Linked DNA regions of Anser cygnoides: region 1 is linked to region 2. A link is a contact called in public Hi-C data. All regions are on one chromosome and are shown on one strand. Each heading gives the region's core, a stretch centred on a gene start, on an enhancer-like site or on the middle of the called end of the contact. The rest is flanking DNA. Distances are from core to core; before and after follow the strand shown. Region 1 holds the start of LEPROT (leptin receptor overlapping transcript). Region 2 holds the start of PGM1 (phosphoglucomutase 1).

Evidence for each region. A called contact is a pair of places that touch in the nucleus more often than the background predicts.
Region 1: a contact with region 2 is called in a Hi-C map of liver, with 2.3 times the contacts expected there. The contact joins the promoter of LEPROT here to the promoter of PGM1 in region 2. A contact is called at or near these places in 2 of 7 Hi-C or Micro-C datasets (both in liver).

Annotation. Positions count from the first base shown.
Region 1 is chr8:31,778,113-31,785,012 of Taihu_goose_T2T_genome, forward strand. It overlaps LEPROT (leptin receptor overlapping transcript), which reads left to right and starts at 2,750. Exons shown (of 4, transcript XM_048062160.2): 1 at 2,750-2,903; 2 at 3,020-3,095; 3 at 3,663-3,849; 4 at 5,103-6,900. The coding sequence starts at 2,888. The coding sequence ends at 5,219. It overlaps DNAJC6 (DnaJ heat shock protein family (Hsp40) member C6), which reads left to right. Exons shown (of 19, transcript XM_067001264.1): 19 at 1-2,038.
Region 2 is chr8:31,239,971-31,246,200 of Taihu_goose_T2T_genome, forward strand. It overlaps PGM1 (phosphoglucomutase 1), which reads left to right and starts at 4,172. Exons shown (of 11, transcript XM_013176136.3): 1 at 4,172-4,562. The coding sequence starts at 4,317. It overlaps EFCAB7 (EF-hand calcium binding domain 7), which reads left to right. Exons shown (of 14, transcript XM_013176195.3): 13 at 1,092-1,199; 14 at 2,075-4,009. The coding sequence ends at 2,149.

The DNA.
Region 1 (6,900 bases), core at 1,500-3,999, 540 kb after region 2:
CAGAAGTTTCAGAAAACTAAGAGCCTAATACTTATCATGAAGAACAAGAGAAAGGTTTCCTTATACTTGTTTCAGGAATCCTGAGCTCAAAGGAACTCTAGCCACCTGGCTTGCCATATGGGAGCCAAGGGGCTACAGTTACTTGTAACTTTTTTTTTCCCCTTTGGATTCTAGTGGGGTGAGAGAGAACACATTCTGGGAAAAGGTGGAATTGTTCTGTCTCTGACGCAGTGTATCTGGTGAATTTCCTACTTTTTTTCTGTGTGCAAAATGTGATATGGCAACACTTCACTTGAGTTCTATAACTGGTGGTGAAGCCCAGACTTGGATGTACTTTCTTCCTAGGTTTGAATCAACCTTTATCAAATTTAAGTGCTCATTATAGGCACATTTCTAACAGTCACCATTTGCTGCTTAATTGCTCATGTAGTATAGTATGTCTGAGTAGAGACAAAGCCGAAGCCTGGGTTGATCAGTGTGGCAGCTTACTGCTGCTTTACGCATTAATACTGTACTTCACCTCACAGTCCAGCAGTGAAATGTATTGAACAAATTCCTCAGCATCATGGAGCCAAGTGTCTTTAAAGCAAAGAACAAGTAATTGATGTTAAACTGCACCTTGTTGGCTTGTTAAACAGCAGTTCTGGGGGAATAATGAGCTGGGAGGAAGGGTGGTAACACAGTTGTAAAAAGGGAAGAATGAGCACTGTACTTCCCATGAAGTTCTCATCAGTAGGTTGAAAGCATCAAACAAAATAAATGTCAACAAGCTAAAACTCTGCTGAGAAGTTTTAGAAACTTCCTAGACTATAGGTAACACTTCCCCTCCTGAGCATTCAGAAGACTTTTTCCAGCCCACTTGCATCACCTCTATGCCTTTATCAGCTCCAGAACATGTGGCAAAGGCTCTTGGCAGAATGCAACCCATTGCAATTTCACTTTCAGACCACGGTGTACAAGCTGTCATGTAGACATCTGTGGGCCAGGTCTGATTTTTGAGGTAAATACAATGCAAATTGATTATCTTAGAAGTTTGTTTTGGACCAAAGCAATAATATCACAGTGAAATATCTTTGCTGAAGCATCTTTCCTAGTTAAAAACGAAATTATGCTCCTCACCCCAAATCTGACTTTATCCTTTTATAGAATCGCTAAAGCTAGCAGTTCATTTACCAACAAATCGTATCTGTATTTGAGCTTTGAGAAGGCAGGTATATTGAAGATAGGCAGGAAATCATTTGTATTTACTGCTTGAGGAACAGGTTGCCATCTGATTCGAGTCTTTAAAGCTGGTAGTTTTTAAAGACAATCCACTTGTTGTTGCACTTAAATTTTCAAGTGGCAAAACTTTTACTGCAAAGACAGTGTGTCAAAGTACATTGCTTTCTGTATAAAAGTCATCCTTTTGTTGTATCGGTCCATTATTTACTACCAGTAATTGAAAATGTGAAACCAACACATAGGTCTCCTTTTATATAAAGGACCTTAAGATAATAGTAACAAACTGGATGTTATTTATTAATGTTTTGATCCAGTATGTGCTTGTCTTATTTAAAGAGATATCTGGAATGTGAATTATGTTCCTGTGATTTGTTGGTTTGTTTCTCATTCACATTTGTAGATATTGTGACCTATGCCTATATAATAAAAAGGATCTCATTACTATAATGTACTTTTTTAATAATGAAAACTACATTAGCTTTGTATCAAGTTTGTCATGGCAAAAAACTCTGGATATTCATGTTCACAAGATCCAAATCCATCATTAAACTTTATCTACCAAAAGAAACCTTACCCCACTTAAACTTTGATTACTTCATCCCTAATGTTTTTATGGATGCATGAAAGTATTAGGACGTATGTATATCAAGATAATTAACTAAAAAAAAATTCTTGTCATATCTGGTAGTGACAGAGGTTATCAATGTTCAGGTTTACTGTTTGACTAAATTATTGTAATTTTTGTAAATACAGTATATACTCAATGAAATTGTGACTGGTCTAAAACATTTGTATATACATTAAAAGCTCAAATTAGCATTCTGGTATGTTTTGTGCTTGGAGGGGGGGAATTCTGCCTTCTTGCTTTCAACACAGTTCAGGGTACCTTCTCTGTAAGTGCTGGATAAGCAAAAAATCTGAGTATATTGCAGGTCCCAAATGGTAGCAGTAGCTGTACCAAGATGTAAACTTGTATTAAATTTCCTGGGTTTTATTTTTTTTTGAAATAACTTGTCTGTATCAGACCAAACATGGAGTGAGAGGTCATAGCCCAAGATGGGGGCTATCTGAAGAAAATCTCACTTGGGAGGCGGGTTGTAAGGGCTTTGCAAAAATTGTTACTTCAAAAAGGTGGCTTTTGTGCCAAAGCTTCACCTTTGTATGATGAGGAGCCAAAACCATTAATACTTGAAGAAGCCTGCCCTAAAAGCGACGTGCCCGTCGTGGCGGAACTGGGGGTGAGCTGGGGCCTCCTGTCACGGGTGGGTGCTGCTGGGGGAGGCACAAGGAGACAAGCAGGTAGCTGGGCTGTTTGGGGCAAGACAACAGGTTTTGGAGGGGGCTGTGTGAAGCTGTGCTTGTGTACTTGAGCGGTGCCTGGGCTCCCCTCAGCCGCCTCAGCGCCTGACAGGAGCTGGCGCAGCACCGCCCCGTTACCATGGCGACGGCCGGCTCGCGGCCCGCCCCTTCCCGCCTCCCGCCCCTTAAAGGGCCCGCAGCCCCTTTCCCGAGCCGGGCCGGCGTAGCGCGGGGATCTCCTCCGGGCCGCTTCCGGCCCTTTAAGGCGGCCGCTGACGTGCTGGGGACGGGCGGGGCGGAGTGGCGGCAGGCGGAAGCGGCGGGCGCCACCTCAGCGGGGCCGCGGAGCTGGGCGCCGGCCGGGAACATGGCGGGCATCAAAGGTACCGGCCCCCCCCTCCCCCTCACCCCCCCAGCACCCCTGAGGGAGCGGCGCGGCCCCGCTCCCGGTCACCGACGGTCACCAACGGTAACCAACCGCCGCCTTGTCCCCTTGCAGCTCTCGTGGGGCTGTCGTTCAGCGGAGCCATCGGGCTGACCTTCCTCATGCTGGGCTGCGCCCTGGAGTACTACGGGTGAGCCGCTCCTCCTTCCCTCACGCCTTATTATTATCATTATTATTATTATTATTTAAACACCCCCCCCCTCGGGGCTTCTCACAGCCCAGCTGGAGCCAGTGGGAGCGCTCACGGGGCGCGTGTCCCACCCAGGGCGTGCCTTCGTGGCTGGCTCGGTTTTGGGCTGAAATCCCTCAGATTTGGGAAAGCTTCCGCTGCTTCCCGTCCTTCCGCGTCCCGTCCTCCTGCGTCTCCTCTGGGACTGCGGTTTCCGTGAGGTGGCGGCGCGAGTTGAGTCAGCGAGGTGATGCAAACAGAAGTAAGCGAGTTTTAGGGCGTGCCAGGGAGGCCCCTGCCCCGTGTGAGGCCGTGGGAGCACTGATCCTGCCAGGCAGGGCAGGGGGGTGGAGGGGGGCCCTTTCTGGCAAAAGCTTCTGCTTAAATCACTTTTTTAAAACCCAGTTTTCCAACCACAAAGTAGGGCAGCAGCCTGTGCAATCGCTTTTTTCTAAACAGAACTTACTTCCCGTTAAAGCGCGCGTCTAATCTGACAATGTATCTTTTTTTTTTTTTTTCTCTCCCCAGCGTGTACTGGCCGATGTTTGTCTTAATATTTTACTTCATCTGCCCCATTCCCCACTTCATCGCAAAGAGAGTGAGTGACGACAGCGACGCGGCCAGCAGCGCCTGCAGGGAGCTGGCGTATTTCTTCACCACTGGGATTGTGGTCTCCGCCTTTGGGTTTCCCATAATCCTGGCACGGGTCGAAGCGGTGAGTTCGGCTAGTTATCTTATAAGAAACCAGTTACTGAGTATAACCTTTAAGTGTGCCCTTGTTTCTTCCTAAGCCAGGTGAGCCACTTGTGTTGGTAAATCCTTTCAATAATTTCTTGATTGCGATATTTCTAGATTTTGATGAAAACTGTCACTGCTGAAACTCGTGTCTGTGCAGCTTTGTGACCTGAACAAATGACTTACATGACTAAAAAGTTTTTAGATGTTTTCTTCTAGCTTTGCTGTGGTCCACTACAAGATATTGCCTCCTCCTTCATCTCATGCCTTTCTCTGTCATCAGCTTTTCCAGTGCTTCTTACACCACCTTTCTTATTTTTATCTCAGAATGTCTGCTTTGTCCATGTAGGATGCTGAAAACTTGGTGACTGGAGCACATTATCAGTTAAAAGATAAAAGGCCAGACTGCCAGAACTGCCCTCCTGGTTTTCAGAGCATTTCTCAAGCTCATGCTTTGTCCTCTCAAAGTCTGAGGAAATTCTGTTAACTTTGCTTTGCTTTATGAACTGCTCTTCAGTGGTGAGATTTTTGTCACTTTTATTTCCAAGGCAAAGAACTCTTTTGTCCTGTCTCCCAAACTGCCTAATGAGATTCTTGTGTTTGTATTTTTTTTTCCCCTTTGGTCTTTCAGTTTTGCCTAAAGCTTTGTCTGCTTAGCTTTAATTTATTTTTAACGCACAATTTCCCAACGCTACGTTTTTGTTCGGTTGTGGACCCGACAATAGGCAGAACCAGAAGTGACCACGAGGGGGAACTCTAATTCATAGCTGTATCTTTTAAGAGTAAATGTCGTTTATTAGAGTAAACTTGGCTAGGCAGATAGTTACAGAAAACTGTTTACCTTTAAGGCCCTGTGCTGTTTTCTGTGCTTGTTCCTGGCATTTATTTGAAAGCCTATCTTTTATTTTCATACGTAGTATTTAAAAGAGAACGCTAATCTAACTGGGTTTTCCTGTGACATAGGTATGTTTTAGTGACTTGTATGGCAAGGTAATCGTTTTGGTCTAGAATATAGCACCATTAGTCTGTCTGTTGAAGTCTTGTGTTAATAATGAGTAGTTGCTAATTAAGTAATTAGTAGTATAAATTGAAGTATTTATAGTTTGTTTTTTCTCTTCATGCTTTTAGCACCTTTCTGTAGTATTTTGTTTAGTTTATCTAATGCATGTAATTAACTGGCCTGTACCTGTCTTATGAGAACTGCTTTGATTGTTTCATTTCCTTGCATTTCAGATCAAATGGGGAGCCTGTGGCCTGGTGCTGGCTGGCAATGCAGTCATTTTCCTTACTATCTTAGGCTTTTTTCTTGTGTTTGGTAGAGGAGATGACTTTAGCTGGGAGCAGTGGTAGGACCTCACCCTGACGCTGGTAACGTTTTGCAGCGTACATCACCGTGTGTAGCCTCTGTGTGTATCTGTGTCTGTATTGCAGCATATGTGTGTGTGCACGCCGGGGCGTACGTGTGTGCATATGCATGTAATGTAGTTTTCCATTATCAGATCATAACGTGCTTTTTAAAATGTCAGCCAAGGGGGAAGGGCCTTTGTGGCAGCTCTCTTAACGTGTTCAGTAAAAGCTGGGATCACCCTTGCAAATTTGTCCGCAAAGAAGTTTGCAAAACGGTTTTACTCATTTGTTTTACTCATTTTTTCAGTATATATGCATTAATTTCTGCTCTAATCAGAGTAGTATCATTGTATGAGATGTTGGTCAGCATGTCTGTGTTTTGTTATTTTTAACCATGTAATCAAAATAGGTCAATAGAAAGATTATCCTACTTACTGTTGTTCAACGTGATTGCCTTTCTACTTTGATTATGGATAAATGAGTACTTGCTTTCCATTTGAGTAATTGTTATTCTAGTTGGTTTTCCTCATAACAAAAAAATAACAAACATAAGTTATGCGAACTCTTTTATTACCTAATGAAAAAAAAAATGGTTAAAAATCCTCCCTTCCATTTATGGTGTTCATTTATAAACTACTCTTTCCCCCCCCTAAAGATACTCTTGATTTGTCCCTCTTCAACTTAATGACTGTAGATGTATTTGGGGAATAATCTAACGCATTTTAATGCTCAGAGCTGACATTACTTCTCTCGAAGGTTCACGGAGGAAGAAACTACTCTCAGGACACTTACAGTCACAACACAGCATACAACTCTATTCCTGTGTGTAAAATGCTTAAATCGCAAAGAAGTGAGTGTTCTGCTGGGTAGGACTTATCTCCTCAGTTCTCATTGCTTTTAAAACGTACTTACTCAAACTACTTTTCTTGTCTGTAAGAGAAGATCATTATATTAAAACTATATTTTTCTGATGGCATTATCTTACTAAACATTCACATAAAGTTTACATTTATAAGCGAGATTGTTACTATTTTGTCTTGCTGAATCCTTTGAATTCTGGAAGCGTGTAACTTTACACAAATGCATTCTGATACAACCCTAAGTCTAGAAGACTTTTCAGTAGTCTACAAAGGGATAAAAGAGGAGACACGTAGACACGTTAGTTCATTATTCCGTAGGAAAATGGACATAAGGAGATTCCTGTTCTGTGAAGTAAGAAACTGAATTCCCACGTGGGGTATGTTTTACTGTTGAGTTCTTTAGATTAGCAGATTGCAAGCGAGTATTTTATAATTCATTTTAGCTCACAGCTGACTGCTGTCACCCAGCATTAACTGTAAGGGACCTTGTGCAAAGAGGTAACAGAATCAACTCTACGAGATGTGGCAGCTTCACTGTTGCAATGGTTTCTGCCTACTAAATTGTATGGAACTACTTATGATGCTCTCCAAACTCCCTCGTTACTGGTGTACTGCAAAACGGAGTCCTGTGGATTGCTGCACAGAGCAAAGCTTAACAGGTTAATGAATGTTAACTGAGCACTCTGATACTTGGTCTTTTGTTCACTCTCAGGGCCCTAGGAAAGAAACAAAAACCACAGTATAAAAGTCATTCTGGGGACCAAGTAACACTTGTAGTAGCACTCCAACAGGAATGTGGAGTGTCGTGTTTCAGGAAGGTAAAT
Region 2 (6,230 bases), core at 2,922-5,421:
GTCTGCATATTGCCTGGGGTAAACTGGTGGTTAAGGAATTTTCCATTACCTCAGCTTTCAGTTTTTTATATATTGGATCCTTCTGGGAAGCATTTGCACACCTCTAGTAAGAGTGTCTGTTCTTTGAGTGGCTGTACTTATATTTATTTAGTCAGATATTTTTTAAAATCTCTGCTAAGGTTAGCTGCTTTTCTCAAGGGAGAGTTTGGAACAAACCATGAGCAGCAGATTGTGATGGGTCACATCTTGACGAGCATCTCTTACAAATACCTGTGTGTGGTGTCTTTGATTTGTGACAGTCCAAGTGGTCATTTATTTATGAAAGGAGGTGAAATATGAAGGAATATGAATACTCCTTACGTTGGGCATTTCACGTCACTTGTTAGGAGCCTAGTCTCCACTGAATGCCTACATGGTTGGTGAGAATTTGAGAACGTATAATATGAGCTCCTGAGGAAATGGCCTTTTGCTGGAGGGTTAGGATTTTTGAAAAGTAGAATGGCTATACAATATCAGATAAAGATTATTTTAAGTCAGTGCCCTGTCTCCAAAAATGTCCTGCAGGGGATATTGCAAGTACAAAAACTGGGTAAACATCTAGCGACACTTCTCCAGATCACAGTCCTAGCCACTAGTGATCTGCAACTCAAGGACTACTTGGGACAGAAATGTGTTCTTTGTGCTTAAAAACCCTCCACGTATTTTTTTATTATTATTTTTATTTATTTATTTATTTTTAGTAAGAATTTGTCCAGTCACCTTTTGAAACTATGTAAAGTTTTAGCATCTGTAACACTGTGTGGCAAATAGTTGTCTCACTTAACTGTGCTCCCAAGTTGCACCTTCAAAAGTGCTGAAGTTAATTCAATCAGCCTTAAGTGACTTTTGAGAATGGATTTGGGCTCTGATGATGCTAAGGTACATTTGAAATTTTTACTCTTCGGAGAGAATAGCCATCAACATCCTGAAAGTCCTCGTACCCTGTAAAAATAGCATCGTTGAGGAAGTAAGAGGATTGTGTGATTGTTACATAAAGAGCAGCCACTTAACCTTTAAGGCTAATGAGCTTCTTCATGTTTTTTCATTTGCAGTCTGAAAACAAAGTGATAATTCATGTCAACAATGAGCAGAGTAAGAACTGCCTAAGTAACAGGGGACTTACCGTTTTTGCTGTGGAAGTGGCACCAAAATCCATGACGGTAAGATTTTTCTAGTTTAGCCAATTCAAAATCTGAGCAAAAAGCAAAAATCATGTGACATCTTTGCAGTTTCCTTTTGCAAGTCTTTTGTCATGATAAAGAGCATGTGGATAGTGGAGAAGTCTGTTTTCACCACCAGTACAGATCAGATACAGCTCTTGATATTGCAGAGCTGCAGGCATGTTTGATGTATCCATGTTTCCCAGCGCAGATTGCTGTATGCAGCTGTTCAGTTTTTCATACATGTATTGAACTGAAACAGGCACATGTGCCACTTACTGATACTTTTTAATATTATTTTTCTAAGGCTGTGTTTTTTTTTCCTTAACCAATTTTAATCAGATATATAGATGGCTTTGAGAAGCACACCAAGAATGTGCTAGTCAGAGGCAAAAATATGGTGATATTTTTCTTTATTCATTTATGAAGAAAATCCAGTTTTTATTATTCTAAAGCTACGGTCTCTTTCTTTCAGTGAAGAGGCATCCAAACGATTTTATGTTTCACAGCTTTCTAGTGTGGATGCATTCAGATCCACTTTAATCAGTCCCAAGACACTGGCAGGGTATAGGCCTATTTTAATATTGCTACTGACAATTTAGATATCTATAGCCTGCTCCTGTAAGGTGTTTTATTAATTTTAATTTCTGCTTCATTCAGTACAAATTGTAGGCTCAGCATCCCTTGTGGATTTTTTGCTGTCATGCAATTAAATTAAATACTAAGATCTCATTAGAGATGCTGAATGTGTGTCATTTAATGTTTGTGATATAAGTTCTGAAACACTTAATTTTGCTTACATAATATTTTAGGTATCATACACACAATTCTTCAATAAACATCAGTTTCACCTATGTTTTCTCTCTTGTATGCAGGTTTCTCAGCATGTGATGCCGCTGAACGAGCAGGAAGAATGGCTTTACAATTGTGTACATTCCCTTTTACGTTAAACATTCTAGTTAGAGAGCTGTTTCTTGGCAGTGTTCAAACTAAGCCACGATTTATTTTTTTTTTGGCAGCTTCTGCTGGACCATTTCTAGTCTTGTCCTTCTCCAAAGCTGGCTGCTTCTCAGAGTTTCATTTGTTAAAGCCAGTGAATCACATAAGTACTTATTTATTTCTGGAATCCCACTTTTGCTAATGGCTTTTAAGAAACATGAATAGCAATAGCATAGGGATGGAATAACCGTAAGTATGTAAAATCCTTTGACAGAGTAGAATATTCACATACTGCCTAATGAAATACATTGGCATGAAAACGTTGAGAGACAATAAAAGTAAGTACTGTTCAGTAATATAGCTGACAGTTGCAACATAATTGTGCTTTATAAGGGCTAGTTTCCCTAAGTATGCCCTTATTTTCTGTAATACGTAAGGTAGTTCCATCACATGCCGGAACTGCTTCACTAAGAAAAAACTTTCGTTAAATTGGTCTGATGGATTCCTGATTCAACACTCCTGTGATTTTTATGTGAGAAATATAAAGGGGTGGGGTTCTTTAATCACCTGGTAAAGGATTTGATTTTTTTCTTTTTTTTGATATTATTTTCTTTTATTTTTGTAACTTAATAATACTTACCTTACTTTTTTTCTAAATGATTACCAACTGTTTTTATATTCTTTCATATAAAATAAAGTCTGGCTTTTCACATGTGATAAGGAAATAACATTCATTGAGGAAGGCAATTTTATTTTGTGCTCCTGACTGTTAACTGCAATTAATTATTTCAAAGGTAACTGAAGCAAGGAGGCTAAAGTCCACTAATATAGGCTGCAATAGAAATGAGAAACAACTTCGAGGTACTAAAAATATCCAGGCTGTTATGTTTTTCTAGTTCCTTTAAATGTCTGTTAATGTAAAAAATGATGACCCTGGTCACTGGATGCTTAAAAAGTGCTTGAGTTTAAAATAGCCATTAAATGTATGTGACCTCATCTGCAAGGGCAGCAAGAAGTCCTGAAAAGCTATATTTATCTGCCAGCAACTCCTGTACTCTGGTGTTCCTCTGCTGTAATCGTACACTGGGAAAGTAAATGTCAGTTACAAAATGAGAGTGCTGCTAGAGGCTGGCTGTGATTTATGCGCTCCAGCAACTGGTGCTCAAGGAGGTCTACTGGTGATCGTTCTTTTTTTTTTCTTCTTCTTCTTTCCCCCCCCTAGCAAGTACAGCAGATATCATTTCATTTCCAGAACTGTCTGGAAGAAGTGTTAAGAGACTCCACATATTTTTGGTAACTTCCAGCCAACAACACAGAGCTCTGTAAATGCTGCCTCAGGCAACGTGTGGCTACATCACAAGTTCCCAGTTGCATCTCGGAGAAGGAACAGGGAAATTATGAGGCACGGTAAAAAATGAGCTCTGCCGTATTTTGCCCTTCTTCTGTTTATGACATCAGTCTCAGTAGACGCAGCAGGAATCGATCTGCTGTTCCTCCTGCGTTTCAGGACAGGAATGCTTAAAACTGAGAGACGTTCTTGGCTGAGAGCTCACTGCGTGTGGAAGGACTTGATTTCGCTGCAGTTAAGGTGTAGTGAAACATGACACAGCAGCAGGGCATGGAACCGCGTTGCTGTCCTGATCTCGCTGTTAAGAAATTTCATTATCTGGCTTTTTGAGGGGGAACATAGGCAAGTTCTCTGCTCCGAGGCAGTTTCCACCCTTCTTGCCCAGGAGATCAGAAGCGAGACCTCAGCCGTATCCGCTGGGTGTTCTCCCCTTTGCTCCAATCCCAGGCACCATAAAACCCTTCTGGCCACCACCTGAGGCCGATCACAAGGACTCAGCTACCGGCTGCCCTCCTCGGGGGGGAGGCAAGGGGAGGCAAAAAGTGGCGAGAGCCGTGACACCGCGGAGCCGTGACACCGCGGAGCCGTGACAGGAGGCGGCGGCCTGGCCGCCCGGGCCTCCCTCACCACCCCCGGGGGCGGCCTCAGAGCGGCGGGCCGGGCTGCGCGGGCCTGACCCGTGCTGAAGGAAGCCGAAAGGGGCCGAAGAGTACCAGCCCAGCCCGGCTGCGCCTTTAAGGGGCGTGGAGCGGGGCCGTGCCGAGCCGAGCCGTGCCGAGCCCAGCCCGCTCCCCCCGCGGCCGGCCCGGAACTGCCAGCGGCTGCCGGCCATGGTGCGCATCGTGACGGTGAAGACCAAGGCGTACGGCGACCAGAAGCCCGGCACCAGCGGGCTCCGCAAGCGGGTCTCCGTCTTCCAGAGCAATGCCCACTACGCCGAGAACTTCATCCAGAGCGTGCTGGCCACCCTGCCGCCGGCCGAGCGCCAGGAGGCCACGCTGGTGGTGGGGGGGGACGGCCGCTACTACATGCGGGACGCCATCCGGCTCATCGTCCGCATCGCCGCCGCCAACGGGGTACGTGCGGCTCGGGGCCGAGCCCGGGAGGGACGAGGAGGAGGAGGAGGAGGGAGGCTTCCTCTGCCATCCGGCCTCCTCCAGAAAAGCGGAGCTGAGGATGCCGGGGGGCAGCGTCAGGCGCTGGGGGGGAGCCTGCTGCGCCGGCAGAAATCGGGCGCCTCGGTGTCTGTAAAAGCTAAGGGGGCAAAAGCGCGGCTAGGCCACCTGGGGGCAAAAATTTGAGCTCGCTGCTTTCTGACGGAATAAGGAAGTGGATGAGTGCCTTTTGGAGCCGTGCAGAAATGTGCCTTCTGTGCCCCGGGGTGGGTGCCCAGCCGTCAGCCCGCGCCCCCTGACAGCACCAGCACACACGGTCGATGCAGCCTTCCCTGGCAGAAAAGCGGCCGGCGCTGGTTTATTTATCAGCTCTGAGGAGAGTTGGGGCTGAAATGTGCGCTGACAGCACCTTGGGTCCCAGTGACCGAGCAGGCTGGGGGACGTGGGGCTTCAGCCCCGGTTGGTGCGGGTGTCGTGGGACATGGTGGCCCGCCAGGGCCTGAGGAGCTCCCCTCCTGCACCTCGCCTCAGCCCCACAGCGAGCAAGGCGCCGAAGGCTGTGGCTGAGCTGGGGACCCCTCAGGAGGGGCTCGAGCCCTGTGCTTGTGGCCGTGCAGCGCCCAGGGGTCCGCTCACCAGCGGGCATTTGGCCTGCGGCGTTTTGTCCAAGTTGCTTCCAAGCGCTAGGGCAGAATTGGCTCTGAAGAAAGAGAAATGTTCTGGAAAGGCAAGAGGAAACGGGAGGAGAAAGCAGGTGGGTGAATAAGTGGGTTAAGAGGCACGACACTGCTATACGAAGTGGGAAGTTTTACTTTAAAAGCTTTTCGTTCTGAATCGTTAATTTATAAAGCAAGGAAACGGCCGTGGCCTGAGACAAAATGTTAGACTTCTTCAAGCAAAAATTAAGTGATATGACAGCTCTGCCAGTCATCTGCTTCATCTGCTTGCAGGGTTCTTTATGCCCTTGTTGTAGCAGAATAGAGACAGTGGTGCGGGCTTTCTGGAGTGCTGGAGGGAGCCATGAAATAAACTCCCCCCTCCCCAGCCACCCTGGAAAATATGAGGAGGACTGGCAGGTCAGAAGTGCTGCAAAATCATAGATTTCAGTATCCTATTTTAAAAAAAAGAGGGGGAAAAAGACCTCAAAGGTTCATTAAAGAAATGAGAAAACTACCCCTCAAATCCTTTAATAACTGAAGAGCAGATATAAATCTGAGTAAGGAACCAGAAGGAGGCACGGTGAAGTGCCCTGCAGAGTGCAGGGATATTGAAAGCTTGATACAATCCTGTGACAATCCAGTGATTCTGTGACAATTGCTGGCTAAGTTTGAATTGCACAGGCTTAAACGAAGTTTGGCAATGCAATACTCGAGTGTGGCAAAACCATCAGGTCCCAAGAAATGAGGTAACTGAAGATAGAAAGTGTCTTTATTCAATGCATAATGCTTGTTTTTAATGAATTTCTATGCATTTGCTTTTGTGTTTTGGAGTGGTTAGGGGATGCTTGCTTCATGGTTTTTCTCTGTAATCGCAAGTGCTAGTTCTCTGGTAGGCTCTTACTCAACTGCACCGTGGTAGCTATGAAAATCCTGTTTCTTCGTAATGGATGTGAAGTAACTGGAGGTCACC